2 separate regions of the Mus musculus genome follow, and region 1 is linked to region 2. Evidence: chromatin contacts called from public Hi-C data. All regions are on one chromosome and are shown on one strand. The core of a region is the stretch at or near the end of the contact, and the rest is flanking DNA. Distances in the headings are between cores, read along the strand shown.

Evidence for each region. A called contact is a pair of places that touch in the nucleus more often than the background predicts.
Region 1: a contact with region 2 is called in a Hi-C map of neutrophils, with 14 times the contacts expected there. The contact joins the promoter of Ufm1 here to the promoter of Mrpl47 in region 2. A contact is called at or near these places in 3 of 484 Hi-C or Micro-C datasets (CD4 T cells, muscle stem cells and neutrophils).

Annotation. Positions count from the first base shown.
Region 1 is chr3:53,859,291-53,866,198 of GRCm38.p6, reverse strand. It overlaps Ufm1 (ubiquitin-fold modifier 1), which reads left to right and starts at 2,392. Exons shown (of 6, transcript NM_026435.5): 1 at 2,392-2,450; 2 at 2,529-2,585; 3 at 4,927-4,984; 4 at 5,926-5,965. The coding sequence starts at 2,449.
Region 2 is chr3:32,732,591-32,739,539 of GRCm38.p6, reverse strand. It overlaps Mrpl47 (mitochondrial ribosomal protein L47), which reads left to right and starts at 2,785. Exons shown (of 7, transcript NM_029017.2): 1 at 2,785-2,898; 2 at 5,281-5,432; 3 at 5,891-5,951. The coding sequence starts at 2,801. It overlaps Ndufb5 (NADH:ubiquinone oxidoreductase subunit B5), which reads right to left and starts at 2,477. Exons shown (of 6, transcript NM_025316.2): 1 at 2,335-2,477. The coding sequence starts at 2,458.

The DNA.
Region 1 (6,908 bases), core at 1,143-3,642, about 21 Mb before region 2:
CTGGATGTGTCTAGACTGAGCCTGGTCATGAAAGAGGTGGGGAGAGTCAAGAGAGGAAGAAGAAAAGAGAAGAGGAAAGAGGGCAAGTAGACCAAGCGAGAAACTGAGGCCCAGACTATAGACTATCAAACATGGGGTATAGCACAAGAAACAACTGACACATACATAACTTAGGGGACTTAAATCAGCAGCTTGGTTTGGTTAGGGGAGAGGTGGAGCCACTTGGAAGGAAGCTCATATATGCCCCTCCCAAAATCTGTTCTAAAGTTGCCTGTAACATTCCAGTCTCAGGTGTGTCTTAGGAGCCTTCGATTTTATTTTGATGCAGTACGGTATTTCTGGAGTAGCCTTAGCATCTGACTATTGAAGTTGCATACCATTTGGGGTTGAATCTTGTAGTCACTGTGTTGTGTACATATAACAGAAACTCTGAACAAAGTAAGTTTGTTGACTATTCATGCCCACTTGAGTGGCAGGAGGGCTGTCCCTGCCATGCTCACAGACTTCTTCTTAAGCCCTTTCCCCAGAGATGGGGCAGGCCTGGCACCTACACTTCCCTACTGGGCTTAGCTGCCAATCCCAACGCTGAGGAAGAATAGCTAGGAGCCCTACTACAAGGGAAAACAAACAAACAAACAAACAAAAACCCTCCACCAATTCCTGAGCTCGCCCAAAGATCAGACCATGTATTTCCTCCAATCCCAGGCCACCCCGGAAATCTCTGTCCCCATCTCACCCCTCAGGAAACGCTATACCAACCCCATGTTTTGCCGGGTTTTCTGCTGCTTGTCTGTTTCTCATCCTAGCAGAGGCAGCCACCCTCCTGGGTTCTCCCCTCCCAATGAATCTCCCGGGTGAAGTGTGTTGTGTAGTGTGACTTTGTGGTATTCCTTGGCTCTGGACTGCCAGGACGACTTTCCATCCAAGACTTATGGTGTCCTTTTCAGCGTTGTGTCACATAGTTCCATACTTGAGCAGATACAAATTTTATTTAAAATATATGTGTATTCTTAGAAACAAACCAAAATTTGTATTCTAACTTTGTGTTATTTCAATAGATGGCACGGGTAGACAGGTAATTTTGTCTTCAGAGACAAGACTTTAGTCATACACATTAACTATGTAGTTTTAGCTGTTAGAAGATACAGGCCTTGATATCCATATCTACAAGTCAGTATATGTCTCTTGGATTCACTACATGGCATACAGCAGGAGAATATTGGAGTGCTACTTACAGTCAGCACCAGAATTCTCACCTTTGGGAGAAAACATTATAGACCATTATAGAAAACATTACAGGAAAGATGAGATGTAGTTCCAATGTTCTTAAGGGAGCTTCTAATCTATCAGGATTTCTCATGAAGAATCCACCTGTCATTCTAAAGTTTGACTGGGTCTCCTCTTGGTTCAGTGCCTATTTCTGGCTTCATCAACTTACTGCAGTATATATTTTTTAAAGGTATAGTTATTGTGAGATGGAATGCTTATCTTGGCGTTTACATTGTGATAAAGATGAAAGACAGCTTTCCCCTCTCACGATAGAAATCCAACCGACTGACAGATGCTAAAGGACTTATGCCTGATTGCTTGGGATCACAGCCTTTGGTTATGTCTGGTGTACACAGTGAGCTCAGCCTTTAGTTTAGTGCCTGCTGTACACAAGGTTCATTGGTCAGCTGAACAAATGTACCTGATTGGCAACCTTGCATTAGAGTTAAAGTCTATTTGGACACATCAAGAACAACGGGATATAGTAATGATTTTTTTTTCCCTCCAAAACCTGCTAGTGCTAGGATACAATTTTTTCTTCTGGGCCCTAACAGGAATCTCAGCATAATTCTATCGTGATAACTTTCTTTTGAAATTATTAAAAAGTCTGTAGTGAAGTGTGAAGTATGTGAAGAAAACTATAAGGTTAATACGGATGGAAATCGTATTATCAGAAATGCTAGAAAGATCAAAGAACGTTGTTAGTTAAAGCAACTGAGTCCAGCTTCTCTAGTATCTATCTGTGCCGGCTGCTAGGTTGCTTAGCAACTCCGCAACGCTTCCTCATCCGCCCGGACCTTGAGTCCCGGCCCCAGTTCCGCCGCCACGTCCGGCTTCGACTCAGTCCCTACTTCCGCCGTAACCAGCCAGTGGGGACCTAGCGGCCGCTCTGTTTGACATCCCTTATATTGCCTGACTAAAAATGTGTCAGTGAACTACCAAAAGTAGAAACATATCCTCTCTCTACCATTTACACTTCAACTTGATACAGACACACTCAGAATGAAATGTCTAACTGTGGGCTATCGGCCTTCTGTAGCCTGTGAGCTCCGACACAATTTTCAGGCGCTGTGTGGATAGCCGCGCTGGAGGGCGACGTGGGCCGCGAAGGCCCCCGCTGCCGGCCATCAAGGAAGCGCGGCGGGCGGCTGGGCGCGGTGTGTGTCAGGCGGTTCCACCATGTAAGTATCCGTCCCTGTGTCCCGGCCTTAACCCCGTGGCCGGTCCCGACCGTAACGCCTTCTCGTTCTCTCCGGCAGGTCGAAGGTGTCCTTTAAAATCACGTTGACGTCGGACCCGCGGCTGCCGTACAAAGTGTGAGTGACAGGCAGGGCTGGAGCTGGCCGGGCCTGGCGGGACAGAGGGGGACAGGAGGAAGGGTGCGGCATTTCTGCTGAAAGCCAGTGGCCCCTCGCAACGCTCTGGGTGGGCAGGTGCAACGGGAAGAAGGTTGGACGAGGATGGAACCCGTTTACTTGATTTAAAGGTCTTTACCTGGACCAGCTGTTACCGGAAGTTAGGGAGGACTTCCCAAGTCTGGACTTTTGACAGGTCCGACCCGAACACTCTTAACTTCAGTTTTTTTGCTTTGTTGTGTATAAACACAACGACTGGGTGCCTAGGTGCTGAACTCCCAGTCACACACACTTGGATCTTTATAAAAAGTGCTTAGCGGGATTGGGAAATGGGGGTGTAGGACCTTGTGTCCTTGTTGGGCCCTTCCTTGTGCTTCAGCAGTTCAGTTGATGGCTAACACAGGTTACCCAGCTCCATCTTAGTATGATTTTTAAGTTGACCCCTTTTGAGTTCCTGCAGCTGGAAGACCTATGCTAACCTGCGACAGACCAGGGTTTCCATAGATTTCATTCATGACGGGTTTGGTGGCACCAAGGCCCAGCTAACTGAGCTGAGAGCAGCTGTCATCGTTTTCTGAAGTTTCCCACCCGTGATCCATTCAGCCTCGTGGCCTGTGGTTCCCTTATCTTTCCATGTCTAAAATGGTCTACGTATCCCTCGTCTCTCCCGTAAGGGCTCATTCTAAACGGTTGTCTTCAGATGGCTGTATTCTCTTCCTCTGGATGATGTACCGCAGTGTGCCTTCAACAATAAAAGTTAAAAGTTTTCTGTCACTTTTGCCTCCCTAGTGCCATACCCACTCATTTCGTGTGCAGACGAAAGTCTGTAGTCTAGGTTTTTTTTGTTGTTTTTTGTTTTTTTTTTTTAAAGATCGTTTCTTTGCTAACTCCCAGGAATCTGATAGCCACCTCTCTGATAGCTTGGAATATTTTGCTTGGTGAAAAACCAAATTTATGTTCTCTGCACTTAACTCTGTTCCTGAAGAAATTACAATAGTGCTGATGAGTTTTATGTGAAACCCTCATAACTGGCACTCGACTGTGCTCCCCTAAATTTTCTCATTTTCCTATCCACAGAAAGTATTTTTGTCTTATTTCAAAATTTCCACAGCTCCTTTTCCCACCATTCAAAAGAAATCAGAGGGGACGCCTCTCACTTTTATGGAATGCCCGTAAACATCTCCCATGCCTTTACAAGAAAGCACATAGCTACTGTTGGGAAAGCCCCTTTCTACAGTCTTCCTGCTTTGTTCTACTGAGGATTAGGTTATTAATTAACATTTGGAAGGAAAAATGCTAGCACAAAAAATTCATCTGCGCTTCTGAGAAGAGAAATCCAGGCTTAGCCCTACAAATGTTATATGACATCGATGTTTTATGTGTTGACAAATAGAAACGTTTTCTCTGCTAGAGAGGTGTCTGGTTTTTGTACTTAATTAACACTGCCTTTAACATTTTTATTTTAAAACGTTAGACGAGAAGCAATAAAATAGACCAAGGCTATAGAAAAGTTGGCCTTGCTGACAGATCTCCTCCTGGGCATACTAGCACACCTATAATCCCAGCATTTGTGAGGCAAAGGCAAGCTAATTCTCTGGGTTGGAGGCTAGCGTCTTAAAGACACAGTGTCTTTAAGAAGAGAGAGAGAGGGTTCATCTAAGTGTCTGTCTGCCCATGGTCTGCACTTTTACCAACCTGGGTGGAGCCATGGCTTGGTGGTTTATTATATGGAAGTCTATAACATTTGTCTTCACAAACTAGAAGAGGATGTCAGATCTCATTACAGATGGTTGTGAGCCACCATGTGGTTGCTGGGATTTGAACTCAAGACCTTTGGAAGAGCAGTCAGTGTTCTTACCCGCTGAGCCATCTCACCAGCCAGGTGAGATGGTTTGTTAAGAGCACAGCTACTTTTGCAGAGGACCCAGGTTCAATTCCTAGCACCCACATTCCTAGCTCACAACTGGCAATGACTCCAGTTCCTAAGGATCTGATGCCCTCTTCTGGCTTCTATCAGCCCCTCTACACATGTGTACACACAGAAGCAGGCACATATACACATAACATACAATAAGCCTAAACACATGGAAACATGAAAAGAAAGAGAAGGTGGAGCTCTGCTTGCAGGGTGTTGGTTTTTGCACAGAGCTGTGGTTCCTTGCCTGGACTCTGCTTTTCTAGTGTTTTTTCAACGTCAGTGCACAAATGCTGCCTTGAAAACAGACACCCTTCACAGCCCCAAACAAATGTTCCCTATCTGCAATGAAATGAACTGTGTGAAATTCTTCTTTTCTTGTTGCAGTCTCAGTGTTCCTGAAAGTACGCCGTTCACAGCAGTGCTAAAGTTTGCAGCAGAAGAAGTAAGTGTGGGTTCTAACAGTAGCTTATGGATGCAGTTAGCATGTTTCTGGCTTTTGTCTCTTGTGTATTTACATGCGCTGCGCCCTTCCCCTCCCTCCTCATTTTCCTATGGTTCATTACTGGGCTCATGGTAAAGATGTCACAAGCGTAGGAAAAGTTAATCTATCTTCTAGTTAGAAAACAAGTTGAATAAGCTGACACGTCTGTTTAACGCAGCAGATGAGAAGTGTAGAGTTTTTTTGGTAGTGAATGCATCAGGTTTTTTTCTAAGAGCTAATTATTATATCCACTTGAATTGGGTAGGCTAAGTATGTATGTGTACTTTTGATAAAAATTTGTTTTGAAAAATGTTTTAAAAACATGTTGGTATTTTCTGGTTTTTTGTTTGTTTGTTTGGTTTTTCGAGATAGGGTTTCTCTGTATAGCCCCGGCTATCCTGGAACTCACTTTGTAGCCCAGGCTGGCCTCGAACTCAAAAATCCGCCTGTCTCAGCCTCCCGAGTGCTGGGATTAAAGGTGTGTGCCACCATGTTTTTAAGAAATGAGAGTTTCCTCCCTGGAATTATCAGAATTGTTTATGAAGCGTCTCACGGCGCAGCACTTGGAAGTGTAGGGCGATCTGGGCCAGTGGCAGCAGAGTGTGATTTGGGATCCTTTCTGATTTCATGGCAGTGTTAGTCACCTGCATGGCATAAAGCAGATCCCTCAGTTCATTTCTTCCTCCTCAGCCCCTGTGCTGTGTGCAAACCCAAGCTGCGTCTAACCCAGGCTCTAACGCTGTGCTCTGTGCTCTGTAACCCTACTCCTCTGCTGGTGACGCTTCTGCGCCGGCTGTTGGATTACAGACTTATAGAGTGGTAGTAGGGGCTGCAGTCTTACTCTGTCTTCCAGGTTTCCTTGTGAGTATATTGACACGTTTTGTTTCTTTTCTCCCTTTTAGTTTAAAGTTCCTGCAGCTACAAGTGCGATTATTACTAATGGTAAGGAGTCACCTTAAACCTTAAGCACTGGAGACGTGAGTTGAATCCCCAGTCCCCTAGTGTATTCTGGATTTCTTGTTTCTTCTGTGTGTTGTCACATTAAAGAGTGGCCAACTCCTTGGAAAGTTACAGATGTTCTAATGGAAATGTTTAAAACATTCAAAGTGTCACTAGAACATGAACAAAATGACCTGTGGCCTCTCTAATCTTGGAGATTGTCTGCCACCCCGAAGCAGAAATATCTACATAGTGTTTGTTTCTCATGCAAAAAATTACACTGTTTACTACACAGGTAAAATGGGATTAAACACACTGTCTTCTATAGAGAGTTGCGTCATTGCACCTAGGATCTTATTGTTGGTGTGCAATTGATGGAGGGGTCACTGCATCCTCAGACGTCTCAGCCGCAGGGGAGATGTCTCTGACTAAGAAGAACTGAGCGCTGACGGCTTCCTAGAAGCTCTTTCGTTATTCCACAAAAGGCACCTTTAGCAAGTTAATTTTCACACACCAAAACTTCTTGTCTGATTTAGGGATTGTCTTAAGAGACCCATCACCTGAACAGTTCTCAGTCATTGGAGACTTCTTGGTTTGCCAGGCATGTCTCCGGCCTAAGTTATGAAAACGTTCTGAGACTCCTTCAGGACAGTAACCTCCAAAACCTCAGATAGCAGCCAGTGACAAAAGGCTGCTTCAGAGCGTAGGTGCTATCAGTCTGGAATTCGGGCCAGATACAGTGGCTCTGCTAAAATTCTGCTGTATCTTTTGTCCTCTGTGGCGCTTATGAAAACGTACTCGTGGGGGGTGTCATCAGACAGGTGACTCACCTAAGAGATTGTTGTCTGGGTTCTGCTAATGAAGTTGCTCCGCCTTTGCCTGTGCCCATAGCTGCAGTATTCTGACTGTTAAACTGTTTTTCCTTTAGAAGTAACCTACATGATTT
Region 2 (6,949 bases), core at 1,536-4,035:
CTCCCAAAAGCCCTATATCCAGGGAGACCTGGAAGCCCACACACTACTGCCATTTTCCCATGTTAAGATGATTGCCATATTCATTTTATATTTATACTCCTCGTCTGAGTTCACAGTACTGTGATCACAGATCTGTTGATCCACTCTCCTCTACCCTGAGAAATATCTGTGGATATTAGCTTTAGAATGGAAAGAGATTCAGTGTTTTCTGCCACGGCAAGTTGGAGGATTTGCTGCTTTGGGCCTGTGGCAAAGCATGATGGAAGTATGTGTTAGAACAAACTGCCACCTTCTAGTGACTGGGAAGCAGAGAAGAGAGGCTGATGCCCTGCAAGGGCCTCTTCAATGACAAGATCTTGGACCGGAATTCCACCTCTCAGACGCTCAGCAACAACCTACCAGCTTCTTGGAAGACTGTGGCAGGAGCATTGAAGGTTAGAACCAGCCCGCAATGCAGAGTCTATTCAAGATCAGCTTGGGCAACTCAATGACACTCTGACTCAAAATTTTAAAGAGTAAAGACAAAAAGAAGGGTTAGGGATGTAGCCCAGAGGAAAGACCTCACCTGGCTAGAATAAGCAAGCACTTGTATTTCATCAGCAGTACCAAAGAAATAAGCAAATAAAATAAAGGGTAAATTTAATGCTGTGTGTATTTTCTAATTTAGGTGCATGGTGCTAAAAATGTCTCCTACTCAAAGGGCTTCACAACTACTCTGTAAGGTATCTCCGTCAATCAGATGGTCATCTTCCGGAAAAGGAAATGAAGATCATGACCAAGTGCCTTCCACTTTAGCTCCCAGTAGGCGTTGACTCAAGGTCATAGAGCTCTTAAATTCTGCAGCCAAGATTTGAATCTCGGCAGCCCAGCTCCAGAAAAAGAAGATGGGAGAGGGGCCTAGCCATCTTGTTGGGCTGCCCAAGGAACTGGTGGAAGAGAGGAAAACCTTCAGGGAGCAATGGCAGACTCATAAGCCAGTGAAAGCTGCGACAGTCAAACAGTCGCTCTTGGAACAGCCTCGAGTAGGCCCTCCCTGTTCTCTCTGGACAGGACATCGGCTCCCCGTGGTTCTCTCGGAACTGCAGGAGTGAGAAATAGTCCAGGAAGAGAGGGACCACGGAGTCTCAGCTCAGCTCAGCTAGACTACAGTCAGCACTTCTGGGGAAGGGTTCAAGGGATCTCTACTTGTGTATCTGAGGATATTTACAATAAAAAAGTGATGTCAAAAGGATATGACCAAGAAGTGTCAGCACATGGAGTCTGCCTTCAGTGTAAATTCCTGCTGGGTATTTTAAATGCACTGATCCTTTCCAGCATGTTCCAGAAGGTCCCTATGCATACTGCCTCAATATAATAGGCTTTAGGGCAATTTGTGTGTGTGTCTTTCTCTATATTAGACAAGGCAAATTGTATATCTCTAACCAAGGCCCTCTCTATGACTGTCCTGAGACCTGAGCTCTTTACCCCTCTTAGGCTCCTTTCTAAGAGAACAGTGGTTCTCAACCTTCCTAATGCTGCAACCCTTTAATGCAGTTCTTTGTGTTGTGACCTCCAACTATAAAATTATTTTCACTGCTACTCCATAACTGTAATCTTGCTACTGTTATGGGTCACAATGTGAACATCTGTGTTTTCCTACGGTCTTAGGTGACCCCTATGAAGGGGTCGCGACCCGCAGGTCATATGAAAAGCATGACTGCATTAACATACAGCAGATACAATCTGGGCTGAACCCAACTTTACACATTCACTCGCACTAGTCTTTTAAAAAAAAAAACAAACATAAAATATTTTCGTGGCCTTCTATGATGTTGTGAGGTCCACGGACACAGTTATTACCGTGCCTAACGGGCCTGTCACCTGGAGCCTTTTTACACTCGTGCCTAGGAACACCATGACAGCCTTCACTTCAGTGCGCTTCTCAGCAACTTCCTATCTGCGGGTTGGAACCAGCTGCAGGTGCCACGCACCCTGATTCTGCCCTGAGCCCAGCGACGCAGTGCAAGCCTGCAATCCCAGCCCTCGGGAGCCGGGACAAGTGCAGCCTCGGATCCCCGAGACCCTGTCTCAACAACGAAGTGTGTGCAGTTGCCCTTGGAGACGCGGGCAGCAGCTCCATGCCTGCCTAGCCTGGCAGCGAGGGAGCAGCGCCCAGCATGGCGTGGCAAGGCGCTTCGCAAACGCTGAGCTTAAACAAGGCCATCCGATCTGCAGCAGCTCTTCACACGAGAGCCCCAGGCCGACTTTGTCCCCGCTCTCTCCCTCGGAGGTCCCCAAGGTCACCTGGAAACAGCCCTCCCACCTCTCACCCGCGTCTCCGAGGCCGCCACCCACCGACAGTCTTCGGAAAGCTCCGCGTGAGAAAACTTCCGACTCCGAGTCTAGGACCAGCGCGGCGGCAAGACAGCGCTGTCAGCGCGGAGACCGAAGCCCGCTGCAGCAGGCTCATGGCCGCCATGGCTACACCGGCCACGGAAGGAAGTGGGGAGGGCTAAGGGAGCCGGGAGGGACAATCCACCAGTGAGGGCGAACGCTAGAGGAGGCCATATTGAGTGAGGGCAGCGGCCCGTTCCTGCGAGCTTCACAGGCAGGCGCTGGCGGACAAAAGTGACGACATTGTAGGTGGGGCGCCCAAAGAGAGCCCTGTAAACTCTATGGCAGACTTGGGAGATTGAAGCGAGAGCCGTGGGAGCGGCCATGTTTAGTAAGGGCAAAGCCTGTTCCTGTTTGCTTCACTTGCCTCACGCCGCCAGCGGAAGTGACCTCGTGGACACCGACACTGTGGGTCTCCATTAGAAACATGGCTGCGACCAGTCTAGTGGGTATTTGTAGAAGAGCCTCAGCGTTCCTGAAGGCAGCTTGTTCCCTAGTAAATCCCAAGGACGCTGCTCACTCGGGGTAAGTGGTGAGAGAAGAAATGACTGCCTCCGCCTTTGGGCGCTTCTTGCAGGATGCAACAGAGCTCTAGACAGGCCACCGCGGAGGCAGAGAGCGTGACCTTGCAGTCGCCTATCCTGGCGCACTAGTCCTCCTGCGTTCTGTCGCCGCGGGCGGTGGGAGCATCCGCTGCTCGGTGCTTCCTCGGACTCGCAGTGTCCTGGGGCTGGGTCGGTTGGGAGGGAGGTTTCCGAGGAGTCCTGAGCTGTGAACGGAAGGCTTCCCTCGGCGTCTTTGTACACAGATTGTCCGGCAGATGTTAAGTGATGAGCGTAGCTACGGCAACAGAAGCTGCGTCTGCGAGTGTGAGAATGACAGCTTACTCTTCACTGACACTTGCCAACAGGGAGCCGAGTTTTAGAAATAGTAGAGAGCAGATTAATTGAAGGAAGCAGTCTCTTCTATATTATTACACTAACTTTGCAAATTAGCTTTTTAAAACCTTGCAGAGTTGTAATTTGATCAGGGTGGCAAACTTGAATAAATGATTTCGTCTTCCATTATCTTGATCTGATGCCTTCCTTGACCTCTGACGGTATCAGGCACACACATGGTGCACATATATGCAGGGAAAACATTCAGATACATAAACCTTAAATTTGTTAATGAAATTATTTCAGTATGTGTGTGTGTGTGTGTGTGTGTGTGTGTTTTGTAAAAAATGAATACCTATCACTCAGAAAAGAGGCAAAATATTTTGAAGACAGTAAAACCAGTTATGCATTCATAGAACACATTGCCGTTTCTTTTTTAATGTTGCAGGTATACACTTGATTTTCCATCATTTCCCCAGGACAACAGAAACATTATTAGAGTAATAGTCAAAATATACCCTTAACCCATAGTAGCCAGTCATTGACAGTTGTCACATTTTTCAAGATCCCTGGATTTATGCTCTTTTTCTGCACTGTTGGACAGAGGTCAAAATTCAATCATAGACCCAAGGACATTGCCTTACTAAGTATGACCCTGTGGTCACACTGTGGAATACAGTGTTATTATTTAGCATATAATCCAAAATAAAAATAGGACTTGCTCTACTAATCCCTTCCCTTTTTTCTTTCCGCTTCATTGTCTCCATTCAGTTCCATTCTTTGCTTCAGGATCCAGTGAAGGATCATTTAGTGCAATAGTTGCCATTCGTCCAGTGTTTCTTTTTTCCTTTGTCATCACACTGGCAATTTGGGGTAGGATTTTGTTTTGTTTTGTTTTGCTTTGTTTATTTCTTCATAATTAGTTTCAAGTCAGGAGTCATGGACATAGCTCAGTGGTAGAGTACCTAGCATGCCTGAGGCCCTGGGCTTAATCCTCAGTACACAGGAAAACAAACATAAACTCCAGTCAAATACTCTTGGTTTGGAAGACAGCACTTGTGAAACATTTTACATTGTGTTTTAAGATCATTTTATCAGTTCATTAAGTGCTCTTAGAAACATAATTTCTAAATATATATATAATTATGCATAAGATTTTCATGCAGCTATAAAGCATGGTATGTTTATGTAACTAATGTAACTCTTTAATACCAAATTTAATGCCTTTGTAGATATCTTCACCGGTGAGCTCCTGCCTGTTGTGTCTGTGTCTATTGTGTAAAAGTTTCCAGACACAGAACTCCGGGATTAAAGGAGAGAGCATTGAGCCTTTTGAATGTTGCCACATTGACGTTCAGAATGGTTTTGATCTGTTCATAAATTTAGTTGCTACAGTGGAGGAAGCACCTAAAAACTGTTACTCTAAAATATAATTGTGGGGTCAGCAAGGTGGCTCAGGAGGTAAAAAGTGCTTGCCACTCAAGCCTGGTGACCTCGGTTTGAGCCAAGGAAGCTAAGCAGTAAAAACTGGGCGCAGTGACTGGGCGCATCTCCATCCAATTCCCGAATTCCTGGGCCCAGACGGGAGGGAGAGGAGGAGGAAGCACTCAAAAGCTCTCAAGCCCGCTATCCTGAGTACTCAGCACAGCAACATAAAAGCTCTCAGGCCTGCTATCCTGAATACTCAGCACAGCAGCATAAAAGAGAAAGACTGTGCCTCCATGAGGTGGAAGAGAACCAGCACTCCTGTTGTCTTCTGACCGCTACATGTGTGTCATGGCACGTGAAAGCACGTACTCACACACACATGCGCTAACAGTAAAAAGATAGACATATATAATTATGTACATCTGTTGTCTGAAACTATAGGGTAGCCATCTGTACAATAAAAAATACTTTCTCATGCACTTAAAAAGCTTACCAATACTGGGGTAAATATCCTGTGTAGAATTTTTGACATTGTAATAAACAAATGTTTCTTGCTAATAAAGACTGAACGTTATAAACTTTGTTCTTTACTTGTGTTCAGTTGCAGGTCTTCTCTTAGTTTGTTACATAAGAACACACCACATGTCACATCTTTTCTCCAGTGTAAATTACTTCATACCACGTTGTCAAGGAAAGGACTGGAAGAATTTTTTGATGACCCAAAGAATTGGGGGGAAGAAAAAGTCAAATCTGGTGAGACACATAGAATGGTCATAGTCATTGTCTGTGATCTCCATCATCCTGGGGTTATCCAATGTAAAATTATTTCCTTTGGATTTTAAAGGTAACTGAAGTAAAACTTCCTTGGCTGGTTGGTGGGCTTCTTAGAAGAGGGGTGCTTGGACGTGTTAAGTAACATGAGGCTTGGGTTTCTTTTAGTTGGCTTTTTTTTTTTTTTTTAATAATAATTAAAAATAGTTTGAAGTGACATTAGGAAAAGAAAATGCATTTGACACAAATACCAGCAGTCTTTGCCGGTCTTGTTACTGATATTTTCATGTTGGTATTTAATTGAATTCTAATTGTATGTAATATGATAATCCTGTTGCATCTTTTAGAGATACACACACATTGAATTTTGAGAGTGAGTCCTCAGTCAGGACATTGAGCTAGAACTGTCACTTAATGTCACACGTTTCTCCTTCTCACAGGAGCTTCATGGACCTGCCAGCAGCTGAGGAACAAAAGTAACGAAGACTTACATAAGCTTTGGTGAGTGATCTGCATACTGCAACATTGTAGTCTAACAGCAGGGTCAGCACTACCCCTGTACGAGGCACTGGCCAAGCGGTCTGCTGTCATGGGACAGCGGGTGACTGCATGAGCTTGTAGAAAGGTGGCAGAGGATTGCATTGAGACATGTGTCACATTTCGAAGGTATCGGGACTTTAGATTTCTGCAGTAGTGCTATGAGTCAGACCGCTACCATTACACCAGTAGTGTCAGGAAACAAGGTCAGAAATGACATGGGGACTGGCTGGTCACAGTTACACTGCCCTCCCTTTCCCCCTTCCTCATTAACTTACTGTTTAATATAAATGCTGACAGGAAGCAGATAAGGACCTGTATACACTTCCGTATTCTTACAGTCCTGAAGGTGACTCGCCTTGCACTTGTTAGAATGAACCCTGATACCTGCAACTCATAGGAGCCTTAAACCCTAATTAGGAACAAGAGGCAACAATTAAACAAAATGTGGGGTCTTTAATATTAACCAAATGAACACAGAGAGAATTGAAAAAGAAGGCCGCAATCCTGTCAGAAATCTGCAAAAGTAGACCCTGGACTCACTGAGGTCCAGAGTTCTGTTGCCCCCCACTATAGCCCTGTTTCTTTTCCCACCTCATTTGTTGGGAAGGCTGTTTAAAAACTGGAAATATCGAATAGAAGAAATGGCATGTCCCATTTCAAGCAGGGTTCTTTTTTCCTGGTCTAAAAGAACATTCAGAAGATGTCTCTAGCTGGGCCGTGGTGGTGCACGCCTTGAGGCACAGGCAGGTGGATTTCTGAGTTCAAGGCCAGCCTGGTCTACAAAGTGAGTTCCAGGACAGCCAGGGCTACACAGAGAAACCCTGTTTCGAAAAACCAAAAAAAAAAAAAAAAAAAAAAAAAAAAAGATGTCTCTAACTAAAGTCTCACCAGTTATTCACAGCTTCTGCCTTTCTTTTTATTCCCTATTTCATGGCCCGAGTTTTCGTCTATTATCCTGG